Regions from separate parts of the Rattus norvegicus genome. Here all the other regions are linked to region 5. Evidence: chromatin contacts called from public Hi-C data. All regions are on one chromosome and are shown on one strand. Each heading gives the region's core, a stretch centred on a gene start, on an enhancer-like site or on the middle of the called end of the contact. The rest is flanking DNA. Distances are from core to core; before and after follow the strand shown.

Region 1 (3,446 bases), core at 191-2,690, 970 kb after region 5:
AAGATAGAGAAGTCAGAGCATCTGAGGACTCTATTATTTATATATACCTAACCCCTTCTGGCCTTAGGATGGATTTTTACAAGATATCCATGGCGAGTAACAAAACAAATGCATGTTGGCACAGCCCACGGGCTTCCCTGACCAGGTCAAAACCCAGGAAGGCCAGGTTCAAAGTGAGTGACTTGCTGCACATACTTGGGACAGCCCCATACAGTGTTTATATGAACACGGGAAATTCACTCCAGTTCCGAACCCCTTTCTTCTCAAAGGTAACAAGACATGGCATTCACTAACCAACTACTACTGCCACCCGTGTCAGCGACATTACCTCATTGGTCATTACCAGCCCTGTAGAAAAGCTTTCATTACCGCTGACTTACCCCCTTCTACTGTGACCTATCTGCCTTTTGGCGACAAGAATTCAGGCAGCCCGAAAGAGAACATGAAAAATATTCTGACCAATAAACATCATTGGCTAAAATAAATCCCGGGTAGGATGTGTCACAGGCTACGAGTCTTTATTCTTTCTCAAAACATTAAGCCTCCAAATTAGAGGGTACTCAGTCCTCATAGCGTCAGCATCCGCTTCTCTGGAGTATTTTCTTTAATCACCAAGCTACTTTGCCCGAGTAGAGAATGCTTTGATTCCAACACAAAAGCTGAGTCTGACCTAGTCTACCAGTGACTGGGTGACTGATGGGGTGGGAAGAGAGGGGGAAACAGGAAGTGAGAACCCACTGGTGTTGAGAGCAAGAACACAACTGAGACAGTACACAGAGTCCCAGGTATTTAGTGAAATGTGACAGGGAGACTAGAGAAATTCAGAAGAGAGTCCAGTTCCCATGGTAACAAGGAGACCAAGTCAGGTAAGCTACAGGATCAGAGCTTTTTGGAAACCTGTCAGAGAAGGGATAACATAAAGAAAGCTAAAGAAACTTAATCCCAGGAGGTGGCAACTTTTCCTGGAGAAGAGATCAGCTGAGCCTCCATGAACTGTTAAAGCTGAGTGTGGGGACAGCAACACTGTTTACCCACTGATATCCCCACTGACCCCCACGATGACCCTCCACAGACTCCAACCACTCTCACACACACACACACACACACACACACACACACACACACACAGGCTACCTTGTCACACTAGTCATCCCCTGATTCAATAGTCATCTGTGTCCTTGGAATGGCAACTATTGAAAACAGATATCATCATGTCCCGTGCAAGCAGATACACAGTTTGGAGACAAGCACTGGCTCAGGTGGAGCTGGAGGCATCTGAAAAATGCATAAGAACTATGTAGCCTGGCGTCTCTGCCTCTGAGGGGAGAGCCTGTGTTCTCTCCACTGCTTCGCTTTCAGAGCAAGTTAACATCTGTCCATGCTCCACATGCCTGGGATGCCATCAAGATGTGTCAACAGGCGGAGCCTGGGGTTGGAAGAGCTCAGCGTCTTGATTGCACTCTCAGGCCTGGAAACTGGGGAATGAGGTGGGACGGCATAGTCATTAGCCAATCCCACTGAAAGGCCCCTCTGCCCTTGCCATGAGGAGATTGACACCAAAGGTTACAGAAGCCTCTGCTCTATGCTTTCATCAGGGTTCAAAGATCTGGGGTGTCCACATCCCTGCCCTGCTGGCCCTAAGTAAATGGGTATCGAAGTCTTGATTCATCAGCCACCCCTTCCATCCCCTCCTCTACTCCCCAAAGTCCTGTCTATGACCTTCTCATGTCTTATGAAGAAGCCACATTTCCCTTTTATCTTCCCTGGACCACACTTCTGAGCTCTGCCCAAGGCTCAGGTCTGAGACCTGCAAACTGCATCCTACCCCGTCTGCATAGCTGAGTGCATTTTGAATCTAAGCTGTCCCCCACGTGTTCACGTGTTAGAGGCTTGGCTCCTAGCTAGTGCTGCTCTTTAGGGAGATGTCACAAACATTAAGAGACAGGGCTACCTAGAAGAAATGGGTCACTAGGACATGCCTCTGAAGGTTGTATCTTTTCCCAAGTCCCTTCCTCCCTTCCTCCCTTCCTCCCTTCCTCCCTTCCTCCCTTCCTCCCTTCCTCCCTTCCTCCCTTCCTCCCTTCCTCCCTTCCTCTCCACTCCCCGTCTACTCCCTGACATGTACTCTGCCCACCATATTCTGCCTCCACGGTGTTTCAAAGCAACAGATCCAGCTAAGCTTGAATTAAAACATCTGAAACAGGAAGCCAGACTAAAACTTTCTTCCCTTTTGAGTCTTTCTCTCAGGTGTCTCTCACAGAGACAAAAAGTGTGCACCTGCACTCACACACATATATCATAAACACACATTCACATACTAATAATAAAGTTCAAAACACAGAACTCTGAGGGAGCTGTGTATACATGAGTCAGCATTCATTCTGCACCATTTACATACTTTACTGTACATACATTATTCCTCCACAACCTAGAAGCTTTTTAATACCATCTAGGGGTATTTGTGTATGCTTGTAAGGCAAACAAAAAACATTTGAGGATAAAAGCTGGAGCAGTGTAAAAACAATAATAACTATGGACCCTCCCTTGAATTTGACTTATATATTTGTAAGTTAAGGCTTGCCTGAGCTGCTTTAGTGAGTTCAAGCCCAACTTGGACACTTTAGGGAAATTCTGTCTCAGATTAAAGGCTCAGCCTGGTGACAAGAGCTGAATACCTCCCTTCAGGTTGTTGGTCAGGTGTCCCAGAGACAACAAAATAACACAGGATACTGCCGTTGCTCCTGCTTGCCCACCAGACCTCTCGATGAAAAGACCACATTGCTGAAGACACCAGACACTGTGGTCACAAGACATGGGGAAATCAAGTTGCTACTGACCAGGAAGCCTCCTCCCTGTCAGCTAGCTTTCACCTTCTGGTGCTATTAAGGCTACAAGGAAAGAAAAGTTATCAACAGTTCCCCTCGGTTATGACTCCTGTGAGCTACAGTAACCTCCCTGGCAAGATAGGCCCGTGGGTACAATATTTTCATGAATGTTATCAGAGTAACCAACTGCTTTCTGATTGTGTTTAAGGCCAATTACACTGGAGGAAACTCATGCCAGGTACTGTATATCCCTGGGAGAGAGCCTACTACTATTACGTTGCTAAAAGGACATGGTATCAAACTGTCTACTAAATTCTTATCTCTATACTCAGAGGGCAAAGCAGCTCTAGGTCCTCATTAGAGAAGCTTCTTTTTGTAGTAAAGTTCCCTTGATACAGAGAATCACAACTAATCAAAGTGCAGAGACTAAGTGTCAGTAGAGTGGTCAGCCATAAACAGGACATCAACATCACAATAGCTCATCTCCTCCAAAATTCAGGAACACCAGGGAAGATGGGGCAGAAGGACTGTGAGAGCCAGAAGCCATGGAGACAAAGGCAGTGCCTTCTGTACTCATGAATTTCCAGAGCAGCTGCGGTTGGTTGCACAGTCAACATTCCA
Region 2 (3,248 bases), core at 185-2,684, 990 kb after region 5:
CATCATGAGGGAGGGACTTATAAATGGAAACAAAAGCCAGGGCCAGGCCCAGCAACTCACTCTGGGCCACCGTGCTACAGAAGTTGCCGATGTTTACTGCCAGCAGAGATGGCCCCAGGAAGATGTCCACTAGAATAATTCATCTGTGTTGTGTCTTAACTGTGTCTTCAGGCACTTGCCCACTCACAGTCCTTCCCAAAGACAGATACCCAGTACATTCTGATCCTTCCCTCACATGCCTCCATTCTAAAATGCATTGTTCCTGACTTGACATTTGTGTCCCGTCACTCTCTTGTCCCTGAGCTCTCTCCTTGCAGTCAATACCAAGTGCCTGTCAAATGTCAGAAGCCTGTGTGCTTCCACAGTTACGGTCCTAACCATTGACTTTTTGTAGTATGCTCTCACCTCTCCTAGCAAATGAAGTAAATGCCCAGAACACCAGACTGCCCAGGAGACCCACAGACCAGAAAACCAAGGATGGCCAGAGTGTTTGATGTGCCCCTGCCTTGCTCAGCAGAACACTTTGTTCCAAGCCTTAGACTCTCTTGAGGAAGCCTCTATGTGGCTTCCAGGGCTACATTGCCACACACCCATAAATCACAGCAACACGTCTTCACAACTGGGGTTTGTGCAACTCATATGAGCCCGAGAACTGGGCTTGTGGGCGTGGCTTTCTGTTGGTTAGTGGAAAGATGTTAGAGCGCTAGAACGGCGTTAGAAAGTGCCCAGCCCGGTTATCTAATCATTTTCCCTGATGAAAAAAATGAAATCCAGGATCCTAGTACCCACACAGACCAACAGTCTCTTCATCTCAGGGCAAACTGGGCTCACTCTTCCCTTACAGTTCTCAAAGTCAGCCCCGTGAACTGGATATATATCACTAGAGCGCAAGGAACATATCAGAAACAACAGAGGGGCGGCGCGGGAGGAGGGCCGTGAGGGGAGGAGGGAGAGGGATAAGACCCAAGAATGTATCCCAGGAGACAGGAAAGAAGTATCCCAGCACACTTGGGAACACAAATGTCTTCCTTGATCGCTAATGAACCTGGGTCTGCTTCACTTTTCCTGTAGCTTGTAACAGATGAGATGCACGTTGGCTGTCAGTCAAGTGTATGCCATGTGCACGGATATAAGCCAAGCTTTAGGTAACCAACTAACAAGACTTAGGTGCCCCAAAAGGAACTAGGCAGAAAGAAAAAAAAGAATGCCAGGGCAGGGCAGGGCAGGCCGGGCACTGATTCTTAAGTAATAAATTAAATGTTGCAGGGGTTGAATCCCTCAGCCAAGCTTGGGAAATGGCCGTGAAAACAATCAATCATGGAGCTCGAGCTCCTCCTCGTGGCGGATCTTGATTACTGCCAGGAGGCATCCTCTCCACTCACCCAGAGGCGTCAGCCCCACCCAAGGAGTCACTAGGTCAAGTCTTCAGTCCCCAGTTGGTGAGAAACTCCCATGGGCCAGGCTCTGGGCTAGTGCTGTCACGTCCTTGGTCTTATTAAAGATCACATTGGCTGACTGTCATTAGACACATTTTATAGATGATGAAAGAAAGTTTAAAAAAGCGTAAAAGCCTTCCCCAGAGTTACACAGAAGATTCCAGGAAGATCTGGGGAATCCCCAAGTCAAGGCTCCCTCCCCAACGCCACGCTGAGTACAAAGTGCTGCGTATGAGGAGATGAAACCTTAATGTATCCTTCATGTAGTTTAACTGGGCAGGCTGACTCCTATTAAATAATCAGAACACAAAACCGCGAGTGCTACTCACACGGGAGGCAGGGGGCGGGGCGGGGGAGCATAGGAACAGTTAACGTGGTGGGACCTGAGTACTGTCATTTTCCAGCACCTCTGGCCTTCCAGCCCCTCTTCGCCCTTCAAAGCGGCCTGCCATCCAGCGTCCACCACGCTCTTGCATCCCCTCCCCCTCAGCATCCTTCCTAACCCTCTGAGACTCCAGACACTAAAAAGGAGCTCGTGTGTGGACCACTGCATCCATCACAAAACGAAGACAGCTGAGAGAATGGCTTCCCCTCTGCACTGCAGCCAGATAAGAAATAAGGTCCTCATTCACAGAGCTGTAAAAAGAAACACCCCCCCCAAAAAAAAAGAGTCTAAAAGGCTTCTTTTGCGTGGTTTGACCTCACTCATATCGAGCAAGGACGATCTAGAATCCTGTGGGAATTTGGCGCAAAGTCGGGCTGTCATTTGGGCTGGTTGATTGCAGAGACAGGTTAAGCACCCCTCGTGGCCGGAAGACCTTGGCATCTATCCATGCAAAGAATCTGCATGCCATTTCTGCTTGCTACTGGTGACAGGCTAGCTCACAACAGTGGACATGGGTAGCTGAATCCATCCCTGAGAGCCTGCTTTGCATGCCTATGACACAATGACAGGGGTTTTCTTCTAGGATCCAGATGCATATAAAAACATTTTGCAGAAACGGTATCACATTATGCATGCACTCCACAAACACCTCCTTTCACCCACACTCAAAATATTTTTTTCATATTATTTAAATATCCTACCACATATTTGTGGGGCTTGGGGATTCCGGTTTGTTATCTGAGGGCATTTTGCTTTGTTTGGGGTTTTGGGTTGGGTTGGGTTTGATTTTTGAGGCAGGATCTTATTTGTCCTAAGCTGACCTGGAACTTGTGATGCAGCTGAAACGACCTTGAATTTCTGATCATCCTTCGTCCACCTCCCAGGGCATTAAGATTAATAACATTCACTACTTTACCTGGCTAAGGAGAGAGGTTAAGGAGAAAGCTCATGGTTTTGCATATCCTGGGCAAGCACTCTTCCAACTGAGCTACACTTCCAGCCCAGTCCAGCTCGTCTGTTTGAATGGTCAAGTTCTCCTTGTTTATAGTCCAAGCTGGCCTGGGACTCACTATGTAGCTAGGCTGGCCCCAGATTATCAATCCTCCTGTCTCAGCCTCCCAAGCACTAGGATTACAGGAATATACCACTGTACCTGTGCTCACGTCACGTGTATTTTAGCATGGGCCAGCTCTCCGATTTCTAGTTGTGTCTAACTTTAAGACATCTACATACAGACGTTTGAAAACGGAAAGCAACCTTCATGTGGCTTTTGGATTTTGTTATAAATGACTTTGAGGGGAGGGACATCAAGGTGTTTGCTGCATCTTCTCCTTTCACAATTAAATCACAAATTATGTGATGTGTTTTCCAAATATTTACCCAGGAGCTGTTCCTCTTTTCTTCACATGGAGTGGAAGGGCTGAGTC
Region 3 (3,208 bases), core at 175-2,674, 820 kb after region 5:
CTCTCTCTCTCTCTCTCTCTCTCTCTCTCTCTCTCTCTCTCTCTCTCCCTCCCTCCCTCCCTCCCTCCCTCCCTCCCTCCCTCCCTCTCCAAAGAAGAAATTTGAGAGTAATGAAAAATGCAGTAGGTAGATCAGAAGGAAAACCACAATTGGGCACCATCTTAGAGCCACCGTATGTGTGCATGATCTCACACTGGTCGCTCTGTCCAGCTGCATCTATTTCTCAGCATGATTTTTCACTTTCCCTGTTTGTTTTAAAAGAATATGAGTATGGGGCTGATCGATTTTTTTTTTAAAAAGTTGAAGTTCAAACTTAAGATTCAGATAAAATGTCATTAATTTGTTCACTATTAAATACTATTTTGACCTTCTGTTCTATACCAGGAATTGTCCCAGATACTGACTCAGATTTAATGAGCTAGTTGCTCCTTGTTCTTAAAGAATTTGAGGCAGGTTTAATAATTCAGTACCTTGAGACAAACAAGGTGACACCCGCCAGGCAGGCGCATATGCACACACGCACACACACACACACACACACACACACACACACACACACAATCTCTCTCTCTCTCTCTCTCTCTCTCTCTCACACACACACACACACACACACACACACACATACACACAAGGTGGGGAGATAAGATCAGATCTATATTTTAGTTATTTACTAGAGATGGATGGTCCACTAATTTACCTTTGAGTTTCCTAGCAGGCAATGCAAAGAGAGAAACATGATCTATTTCAAAATTTTCTGTCTGTAAGACACAAATAGCATCAAAGCTATTTCTGATGCTGAAATCTGAATATTCAATGTCAGCTTGACACACTTAATTCTTTAAACTACAGAAACTTAATTCAACAAACATCTGCTCACACCTACTCTGAACCAGGCCCTAAGCCAGGTATTAAAATGAGCAAGATGAGTAAGAGCTGGTGTGTGTTCCTTAAATCTTCCCTCAGCACATATTGCATATCAGGGATGGCAGGCTGTCAGTGAAGATCCCTCCCACTCCCGAATATGCCCTGTGGCCCTCCGGAAACAGAGGACAGAACAACCTTCTAGAGGTGCTCTTCTCATAAGAGAAATTCTAGTGGTGGATTGAAGCTAGTGATTTAAAGAAGGGAGGAAGAGAACAAAACATGGGGCTTTCTCTGAAGCTCACAGATACCCTCCAGCTGTCCCTGAGCATCTGGAACGAAGTCCACAGCCTTGGAACTAGTTTTATAGGATTCATTATCAAAAAGCTAGTTTGTTGGCTTTTAATGATACCACTGACTAGTGAAAAACATCCAACCTCCCAGCAGGAGCAGTGCCTCCTGTCCAACCCGAAATGACAGATTCCAAGCCAAGTGAGACCATCTCATCTAGCAGATTGGAAAACAGAACCTGACTGAGAAAGGGTGCTGTCCCCAGAAGTGTAGCTGGACAGATCCTTGGAGGGGACTGTTTCCATGGTCCTCACTTTTCAAGTGAGAAATCTCATCAAAGCCCATTAATGAATGAGTCATGGAGTAATCAAGTGATTGGCTCGAGGCTATGCAGGGCAGAGCAGGGACTGGGCTGTAGCGACACTCTGACATACCTGAGCCTTATCTAGGATTCCAAATACTGCCTCACCTTGGATCTGGAACTTCCTAATCATGGTTTGTTCATGTCTGCATCCTCAACAACTACCACATGTCATCAACAGGAATCATGGTGCACTCCTTCACACCAGAATCTTGCAACCCAGGGCAGACAACCTCACTGGACAAAGACTATAAGGGATCTCAAGACACTGGAACACGTAAGAATTCTTGATAAAGCAGGGATGTTTGATCCCTACTCTGAATCCTGTGAGTCTGAATGGCAGGTGGTTCTCATAGTCAGTGACTGAGAACTATGGTCTCATTTATTACATAACCAGAACCTGGTCTGCTTCATGCTGGAGCCTCAAGTCACAACAGAGCCCTGAATTCATTGTTCTTAGAACCCGAGCTCCAAGGAGATGCCCTTGTCAAGCCTTTTGCAATTGCTGTCCTAGGCTATTCTTCAAAATAGCAGCAAAATCCCTTTGCCTGTTGACGTTAAAACACTGCCATCTAGTGTGACTCTTAAAGAACTATCCAAGACTACTGTCTGGCCTACAGACACTGGATTGGGTGCAAGACTTTCAAACCTTTTTACTGCTTGCAAAGTGTCCCGTGATTTCTTCTCCTGGCCTGTTTACAATTCCATGATTTTATTTGCACAGAGCCCAAATTAGGAATGAACCCAGACACGTGGGATTAGAACTATAGCTTTGCAGGCTACAGAATCCACATGTGACCCCCTGGCTCAGCTATGGGTCAGACACCTGACTTGGGATATGTCATTTCATATCACAAGGTAGCAGTTATTCATCAGAAGATAAAGGGAATTCTTTGGCCTTTGACATCACCAGGAAATCTTTATATCAGTGAAACCACTAGTGTGTCAATTTGCTATAAACAAAGTTGTAGAAATAAATATATACATGTATTTGCCTGGTGTGTGTGTGTGTGTGTGTGTGTGTGTGTGTGTGTGTGTGTGTGTGTGCATGTGTGTGTATCAAGTAAATGCATGTCTGAAGATAGCAAAATGCCCTTAGAAATGGGTAGCTCTTTGATGCAATAAAATTCATATCCCACTGAGAAGAGAACACCAGACTGACTGAAGAGCAGAAGAAACCTGAGAGATTATTTGAGTCTCCTCAGCTGGATTTAGCCTGTATCATTTGGAGAAGTCTATGGGAAGATTTGAATTCTGTATGTTCTAACCACCAAGATCCAAAGTGTGGCCTCTATCCCAGAAGCCCAGGGAGAAAGCAAGCCAAGAAGCTACAAAGGAAGAAGCCTCAGGGGATCATCTAGTGAGGAAGTGCTTTGTGCAGGCTCCACATGGGGCTGGACTGTTTGCTACAGGACCCTTAAGGAGTCGTGCAACTTGAAACCCACACAGATACCTACCCGTTCATTCTGCAGTTTATTTTAAAACCTAAGTTAATGAGGCAAGCTAGTGACAAGTATATTTTCTAAATTCCCTTGATTGGGCCGGTTTTGAACAGCTAAGAATCTGGTGAAGGAGATGCAAATGGAGTCTTGGAAGCCCACTGAACTTCTTTCAGTACACCAGTGGGTCTCATTCAACTATAGCACGTGGAGATTCACCTTAAAAGTGCCTTCTAAACTGAGCCCCAGAGCAAAG
Region 4 (3,514 bases), core at 437-2,936, 550 kb after region 5:
CTCCGGTCACATTGGCCTCTGGCTAAGCAGGTTCCTGCTTACTCCCAAGTCAGCCCTTCGACGGTTTTGTTTAGATGATACTTTGCCAGATTCCCCAGGGACTACCTTGAATGAACTGAAGCCTGCCAACCCGACTCTCCCAAATTCACTCTCCTGAACCCACTCTCTAATATCCCATCTGCCATTACCATTGATGATAATATACTCCTTATACACTGCCCTTTCTCAGAATGCCAGTCTTCCTAATTGTCTATCCTATGTCTAGGGCTGCGTCTGCATTTTCATAGACACACCCGCTTGTTCTGTGAGTGGGTAAACTATCTATCCTTGTTTTTCATGGATTACAGAATCCATGAAACTTTGTAGAACTTTCTCACTACAATTTTTTTAATTCCCCAAATCAATGATTTCACAATTGCTCACAGACATGTGGAACAGTGAAAAACTTACATCGCCAAAGTGCTGGTCCCCAGTTGAAGTAATGCTGTTTTAATTCTGTTTTCAACATCAAAAAATGTACACTATTTGGGGTATGTTCAGTGCTATGGATTTTGCACATTTGTGCCTTCTGTTGTGAATTCACCGCCCCTAAACATATTCATTCTCATCCCCCCTCCCTTTCTCTCCATCATAGTACAGACTAGTGAGCCCCAGGCATCACATATGATACATGAGTGATCTGCCAGTGAGCTTGTATACTTTTGTTTTTTGATCAGGAGAATCAAAAACAGCCCCCTGATAAGCTGGGATTAGGCCTGCTCCACTACTCTCTGCCCAGCAGAACTGCATAGTATTTCTCTGTGTGAAAGGCTATGATGTGGCTCAGTGGGATAATTCATTTACCAGAAAAAGCTTTATTCAAAAATAGTAGAGCTTTACTGGCCATAAGTTCAATGCTAATGAGTCAGCCAAACATAGTGAAAGATACTTAAATCAAAGCACACACACACATGTACAGGTGTCCCATGACTTACAGTGAGGTTACATCCCAATAAACCCATAATAGGTTCAAGAATGTGTTTGGTTCACCCTTCCTGCAGAGCATCACAGCTCCGTAATGCATGGGATGGTTCTATTCATGAGAGCAAAGCTGACTGAGAGCTGTCACTCCCTGCTCTAGCCAGCACGGCAAGGGTATCACACTGTATCCCTGGGAGAAGACCAAACTTCAAAAATTAAGGCTTCTACTGGAGGCACATTGTTTCTGCACCACCATGAAGTACAGGTACTAAGTCATAAGTCAAGGACCATCTCTGTACATGCCTGCTGGAATTCGCAGCAGTTTGCAGGAGCTCAGCCTCCTACTTCCCCAAGAACAATTGCAGAACATTCAGTGGCTTAATGTTCTTGGAGACACGGTGACTCTGTAAGCCAGAGCCACTATGACAACAAAAATCCACCCAGTTCGGTTTGAATTCTGAGTATTAGCTCATCAACTGTAGTCATGAGCTTGGAAAATAACTCCACGTCTCTGAGCCCTGTGTTCCTAATCCATAAATTATAGTGATCATATCTATCCTTGTGACTGTTCTGAAGAATAAATGAGATGGTTAATGTAAAAGCTCAGAGCCTGACCCACAGAGGGTACACCATGGACAGCTACTCCCTTCACATACCTCTTCTTCTCAGATGTCTTTGCAATCCACCGGGCAAGTGCTTTGTCTCTCCTCATTGTGGTTCTCATGACATTGAAACCACCACAGACAGTGCCCATCCTCTCATCTACTGCTCAAGGGTCTGTGCTGGGGTTTGAAGTAAACAGTGAGCAATATCTTTTAGTGTAGTTTTTCCTCCTTCCTATGGAGATTAATCTTTTTTTTAAAAAAAATAATCAACTCCCAGGAGTGGGGTTATCGTTTCATGGGTGTAAATACATGTAAAGAAGGACTGAGAGAGTCTTTCTACCAGTGGTGATAGGAAGAGTCCTCTTGGCAGACATGTGCCTGGGTGTGTGCATGATTTAGAGGCCATTAAAGTGATTCATCCATCACCCTTCAGTTTTCAACTTTGCAGAGAATTTAGACTTTGTGGAAAGGAGGAAGTCAAGAGTAGAGAAAATGAGGTGATACAGTCAATCAGGAAAAGTTGAAGACCAGATTTCATTGTTACGTTCTCTATACTACAGTTAGGGTAAAAATTTAATAGCAGTGATGGCACACGCCTTTAATCTCAGCACTTGGGAGGCAGAAATAAGTGGGTTTCTGAGTTCAAGGCCGGAGAGGTCTACATAGGGAAATCCTGTGTCAAGAAAGACTCTCTCTCTCTCTGTGTGTGTGTGTGTGTGTGTGTGTGTCTGTGTCTGTGTCTGTGTCTGTGTCTGTGTTTATGTCTGTATGTGTGTTAGAGGACTCTTACCAGGTAAAGGAATGCTGCTTCCTTGGTCTTTTAGGATCCTTTATTTTTATTTTGTAGAAAGAAGAAGAGATGAATCAACTTTGTTTTCCACTGAGAACTTAAACACTTTCTGTGTAACTTTCTTTACTATCTGTGTTGATATAGAAAAGAACACAAGGAAGGAATCTAAACATGGCCCATTCAACATTGTCCTCACTTCTCTCATTCAAACGCTTCTCAGTCAGTTGTTGCCTGAGTAGGAGGAACAGAGGTTTCAACTTTGAAGAATTACTTCTCTGATAAGAGGATAGTTGCTGCATACATATAAATCATCGTCACAGTAATTAATGGTTCCTAGAGAATGCCAGGGACTCTGGGAGTTGTCCACTCTATCAGGACAACTTTCAAGCTGCTCTAGAACTTAGCTGGCTTCTGTACCTTGGAAAGTCCCTGATGATATAGCAAGAACAGGAACCGGTTCCATATGATGTTGATTTTAGGTACAGAAATGATAGTCCTTGCACAGTGCCAATCAAGAAAGAAAAGTTCCCCTTATGGGTCTATTAAGTATTAATCTATTAATAATTCGCATGCTGGGCCCTCACAGCCAGTGAGCCAGTGACTCAGAGTGACTGAGTGTCAATGGGAAATTGAGAGGCTTACAGAGACCTTCTTCAGCTACCATCTTGGGTTTGGGAAAAGACGGTCCAAGCTGCCATCCAAAGGCTGCTCTCTATTCCATACTTATTTTTTGTAAAAGGTACCAGCCTTCTGTTTTTCCCAAGACTACCCGACTTTATAGAAGGAATTTGAGGAGGTAGAGAAGAAATAACATCTTTTGAAAAATATTCATTGTTCATAAAACATCTCAATTACCTTAAATATTCTGAAAAATATTTCCACAAAGAGTAAAAACAATAATTTCTCCTCACAAAATCCAAGGCCTTCTTTTCTTTCCATTTGGATATGATTAAGTGTGTTTTATTCAAATGAGTAAATGTCATTTATGATGTGGGGAAAAGGTAAAGTTTTCCATAAGACCAGTTGATATTTGTCCACAAAATTACTTATGTATTCTAATGTCGATACCAGTACCATTTGCCAAGATTTAAGCAAACTTTTGCAAGGGGTCTACCAGCAGCTGTTTATGAGGTACATGCTGAATACCTAGAGAAAGCCA
Region 5 (3,516 bases), core at 44-2,543:
ACTTCTTTGCCTCTTCCACCAGACAAACAGTTATTTGTCATCTCTAAAATACCAAAAGGTGGGGGAGGGAGGGAGGGTGTCGGCTCCCTTTTCCTCATAACATTTGGCTTTTTAGGTGAGTAACTCTGCCAGAAATTTTGAAATATCTTGTTACTTTAGACAACGGAAGACAGGGAGACTTTTCGTTTTTTAATTGGAAGTAAAAGCTTGTTTATGGCTCAGAGCACAGGTCAGTGGAGAAATCGCCATCGCTGGATTGGATTGGAGTTGGGGAGGAGGGGCCACAGAAGGGAGTGGGCTCCCACTTGTGAGACATCGCCATGGCGGCGATGATGCAATTGAGTGGAGATGGTGCACAAAGTCCTATCAGCCCATTGACTCCCTCCCTCCCTCCAGCCTCATTTTCACTTTGTGTAAAATAAGGCATCGGCACTTCTTGGACAGGGCACTAGGTTTACCTGAGGCTGTGAACAGGAGAATGCCAGCTGCAGACAGGTTCACGAGGAGGGGGCGGGGTTGCTTGTGGGATAGGATATACTTACAGAGCTAGGCACAAGGAATATTTCTTTCTTTTCTGTTTTCTGGATCCCTGCATAGCTGGAGGGCGCAGTGAAGGGCTGTAGGGTGACAGCCTGGGGTGTTCTGGCTGGAGGGGTGGGGGTGGGGTGGGGTGGGTATTATCTGGATTGAGGGACAAGTTTCTGGGAAATCATATTATCTCGGACTACTGGTATTTTAGGGGAATGGCGATAATGGTGGATCTTTTCTATTTTCTTTGATGAAGTTGGCCTTGATAAATTTCTCGCTCTTTGGCCTTCTTTGTTTCTCGCTTTCCCACATGTTTGCAAATCTTTGAAGCACGCAGCTCCAATGTAAAAGGGAGTTGTAGACGGGACTTGATTTAAGCCTGGCTGGAGGCATGCACCTTTTGGAGTGGCAACTTGTTGTCACTGTCCCCGAGGTAAAGGCTGTCTCAACCCCCTGGGAGCATCAGGCTTCTTGGCCACTTTCTCTAAGGCAGTCAGTCCTGTTGTGCATTCTTCTTCCCCATCTCCAGGGAGGCAGCACACAGAACTCAAGGCCGCTGAGGATGGAGGGGGAGGGGCTCTGCGAGGTATCTCTCCAAGGCCTGGGTCCCCAGGTCAAGGTCAAGATGTGCGGTGTAGGCACTCCCGAGCTGGCTGGCGCAGCAGCAGCTCGCTGCGCAGAGCGCTGCTGGCGGCTTCGGGAACTGACCAGGCCGCGTGTGAGCGCCGGGATTCCTGCTCCGGCCTTAAATATGCCGGTTATTTTTATCCCCCTACGTCAGGCCAGCGAAGGCCATCCCACCAGTGGCCGCGGCGGGCTGCTACACAATGTTTCCCTTCAGTCGGGAGGGGAAATGGAGGGAGGCCAGACTTCCTGATCACATGGTGCTGAAGTCAATGAAAAAAAATGAAGGGGGACCCCTCCCTTGCGCTGGGGTGCGCGGGCCAGGGCCCCCCACCCACCCCCTCGGGCCGCGCGGCCAGGGAAACGCAGGCTCGCGGGCGGGCGCGGGGCCAGGCGCAGGACCGGGCAAACATAAACACCAGATCGGGGCAGTAATTGGCGGCTCCGAGATCGCTGAGGAAATGAGAGGCTTGTACGAAACATCAGCCGACAAGAAACGGGGTGATGTCAGACAGCCTTCCAGGATTAGAAACCCTTAAAAGCTCCGAGCCCGCGGCGGCTGCGGAAAAGCGCTCTCGGTCCTGGCTCTGCGGGTAGGAAGCCCGCGGACTGCGGACTCCGGGCTCCTCTCTTCCCCTCTCTCTTCTCCTCTCTTTCTCTCTCCTCTTCTCTAGTCTCTCCTCCGTGAATTCCCTTTTGATTTGGAACTAAAAAAGAAGGGGAAAAACGTCAATTTTCATGCCTAAAGCATCTCGCTTTTTTTTTTTCTTGTATCTTGTTACTACTTTTGGATCAACAGATCCTACCCAAATCAAGCTGATGGGGGATAAATAAAAGTTTAGCTCTGTTGTCTGAGTTCTTCGGCTTCTTGGTTCCTTAACATTCTCTTAGATCTGCGAGTTGCAATACTTAGCACACACCACAGGGGTTTTCTAAGCTGCTTCATGCTCTCCAGTCTTGAGGGCAGCTTAGCCAACAGCCAGTGACAGGTAGTTCCCCACCCCATAGGAGCCTCCGGTGACTTTAAGGTAGAGGCCGCCTACCCGCATCACAAAAGCGCCACTTTTTCAGGCTTTTCTCATTCAGTGTTTGCCTGGATTAAAGGAGGTGTGGATGTTTGGAAAGGGCTGGAGCCCCTGCAAGGAGAGGCAACCATAAAGAATGGTTTATGTCTCGGTTTTCTCAGAAGGGATCGCAAAGGGTCCGTTCCTGTCTGTGTGGCAGGTGAGCTTCTAGCTTTGGGATAGTTCATCAGCCTCAGACAGCACTGTCACCTACTTAAACCTCTAAGGCAAGCTTGTTCGCCTTTCTTCCCGAGACCCAGGAAAGGGTCACAGGCAGGCCAAGTTTGTACAACCTCAGAAGAACCGGGCTCTTTCCAGAGACACAGGCTCAGCTCTTGGCTGCTTGCTCATTGTGCTTCCCTGCCACACTGTTGAACCTTTTGACAGTCTCCTCCCATGGCTGATGGTCACTTGAGCCAAGTATATCATCCAGTCATACCACCCACCGGGTGGCAGAGAAAAGCCTCTTTTCCCGCTGTTCTCCACACCTCTGTCTTTGGTGCTCTGAAAACTCACACAAGGAGGCCTTGCATTTCAGTTCACCCCAGTTGTCCTAGGTTAGGTATTGGTGTCTCCTTTGCTTCGCTTCAGAATCTTAGGGTCTCCATGGTCTGTTCTTGTCCCCCCTGCCCAATTCCTCCTCTCCCCAGATGCACATGCCCTGAGGCTGGTGGAGGGACGACAGAAATATCTCAGGGTCTGTGTTGTGCTCTGGCAGGAGAAAACATTAAGTCTTCATCAGGTAGACTGTCCTCTGATGGTGTCAGCCCTAACACCCAAAGGTATTGTCCTACCTCTCAGCCTTCTTGCTTAGCTCTATACCTTCTCAGGGAAGTTACTTTCCCCTCGAAGGAGTGAGCCTCAGTTTCAATGGGTGACTGAGCATGTGCAAAGGATGGTGTGTGTGTGTGTGTGTGTGTGTGTGTGTGTGTGTGTGTGTGTGAGAGAGAGAGAGAGAGAGAGCTAGGACAAGGCACGTAAAGGATATGGAAAGCCCAGGTACTGTCACTAACCTTAGACTGGAGGTGCTCATTGTGATGCTTCCAATTGGTATTCTGCATACGTGGCCTTACTGGCAAATTACTTGAAGAGATTCTCCTTCCCTTCCCTCCCCTTTATTCCTCTCCTCCTCCCCTCCCCCAGCCCTCCCCTCCCCTCCCCTCCCACTGGGTCCATGAGGAAGCTCTGGGTCTGGGAGGTTAGATGGTCGCTCAAGATCACACAGCTAAGTAGAGAAACTATCTCCTTTGCCATCTCATTAGGAAAGCCAGCAGGCCAACCCAGCCTTCAGAAACATAAG

Evidence for each region. Hi-C and Micro-C count contacts between places; a contact is called where the count stands out from the background.
Region 1: a contact with region 5 is called in a Hi-C map of the Rat2 cell line, with 4 times the contacts expected there. The contact joins two enhancer-like sites. A contact is called at or near these places in 2 of 12 Hi-C or Micro-C datasets (the Rat2 cell line and mammary epithelial cells).
Region 2: a Hi-C map of the A7r5 cell line shows a contact between it and region 5, with 8 times the contacts expected there. The contact joins two enhancer-like sites. A contact is called at or near these places in 2 of 12 Hi-C or Micro-C datasets (the A7r5 cell line and mammary epithelial cells).
Region 3: a Hi-C map of the A7r5 cell line shows a contact between it and region 5, with 9 times the contacts expected there. The contact joins two enhancer-like sites. A contact is called at or near these places in 3 of 12 Hi-C or Micro-C datasets (the A7r5 cell line, the Rat2 cell line and Schwann cells).
Region 4: a Hi-C map of mammary epithelial cells shows a contact between it and region 5, with 2.6 times the contacts expected there. The contact joins two enhancer-like sites. A contact is called at or near these places in 5 of 12 Hi-C or Micro-C datasets (the A7r5 cell line, the Rat2 cell line, Schwann cells and 2 more).

What each region holds. Positions count from the first base shown.
Region 1 is chr5:76,160,166-76,163,611 of GRCr8, forward strand. No RefSeq gene overlaps it. Among named protein-coding and RNA genes, the nearest start is that of Actl7b, 80 kb to the right of the region's middle. Within about 2 kb of position 1,441, at least 14 of the 93 cell types and tissues checked have an H3K27ac peak or open chromatin away from gene starts, as enhancers often do.
Region 2 is chr5:76,178,272-76,181,519 of GRCr8, forward strand. No RefSeq gene overlaps it. Among named protein-coding and RNA genes, the nearest start is that of Actl7b, 62 kb to the right of the region's middle. Within about 2 kb of position 1,435, at least 13 of the 93 cell types and tissues checked have an H3K27ac peak or open chromatin away from gene starts, as enhancers often do. A contact at or near this core is called in the A7r5 cell line, where this site is marked.
Region 3 is chr5:76,008,642-76,011,849 of GRCr8, forward strand. No RefSeq gene overlaps it. Among named protein-coding and RNA genes, the nearest start is that of Actl7b, 230 kb to the right of the region's middle. Within about 2 kb of position 1,425, at least 3 of the 93 cell types and tissues checked have an H3K27ac peak or open chromatin away from gene starts, as enhancers often do.
Region 4 is chr5:75,746,650-75,750,163 of GRCr8, forward strand. No RefSeq gene overlaps it. Among named protein-coding and RNA genes, the nearest start is that of Actl7b, 490 kb to the right of the region's middle. Within about 2 kb of position 1,687, at least 2 of the 93 cell types and tissues checked have an H3K27ac peak or open chromatin away from gene starts, as enhancers often do.
Region 5 is chr5:75,193,313-75,196,828 of GRCr8, forward strand. No RefSeq gene overlaps it. Among named protein-coding and RNA genes, the nearest start is that of Klf4, 120 kb to the left of the region's middle. Within about 2 kb of position 1,294, at least 85 of the 93 cell types and tissues checked have an H3K27ac peak or open chromatin away from gene starts, as enhancers often do. A contact at or near this core is called in the A7r5 cell line, where this site is marked.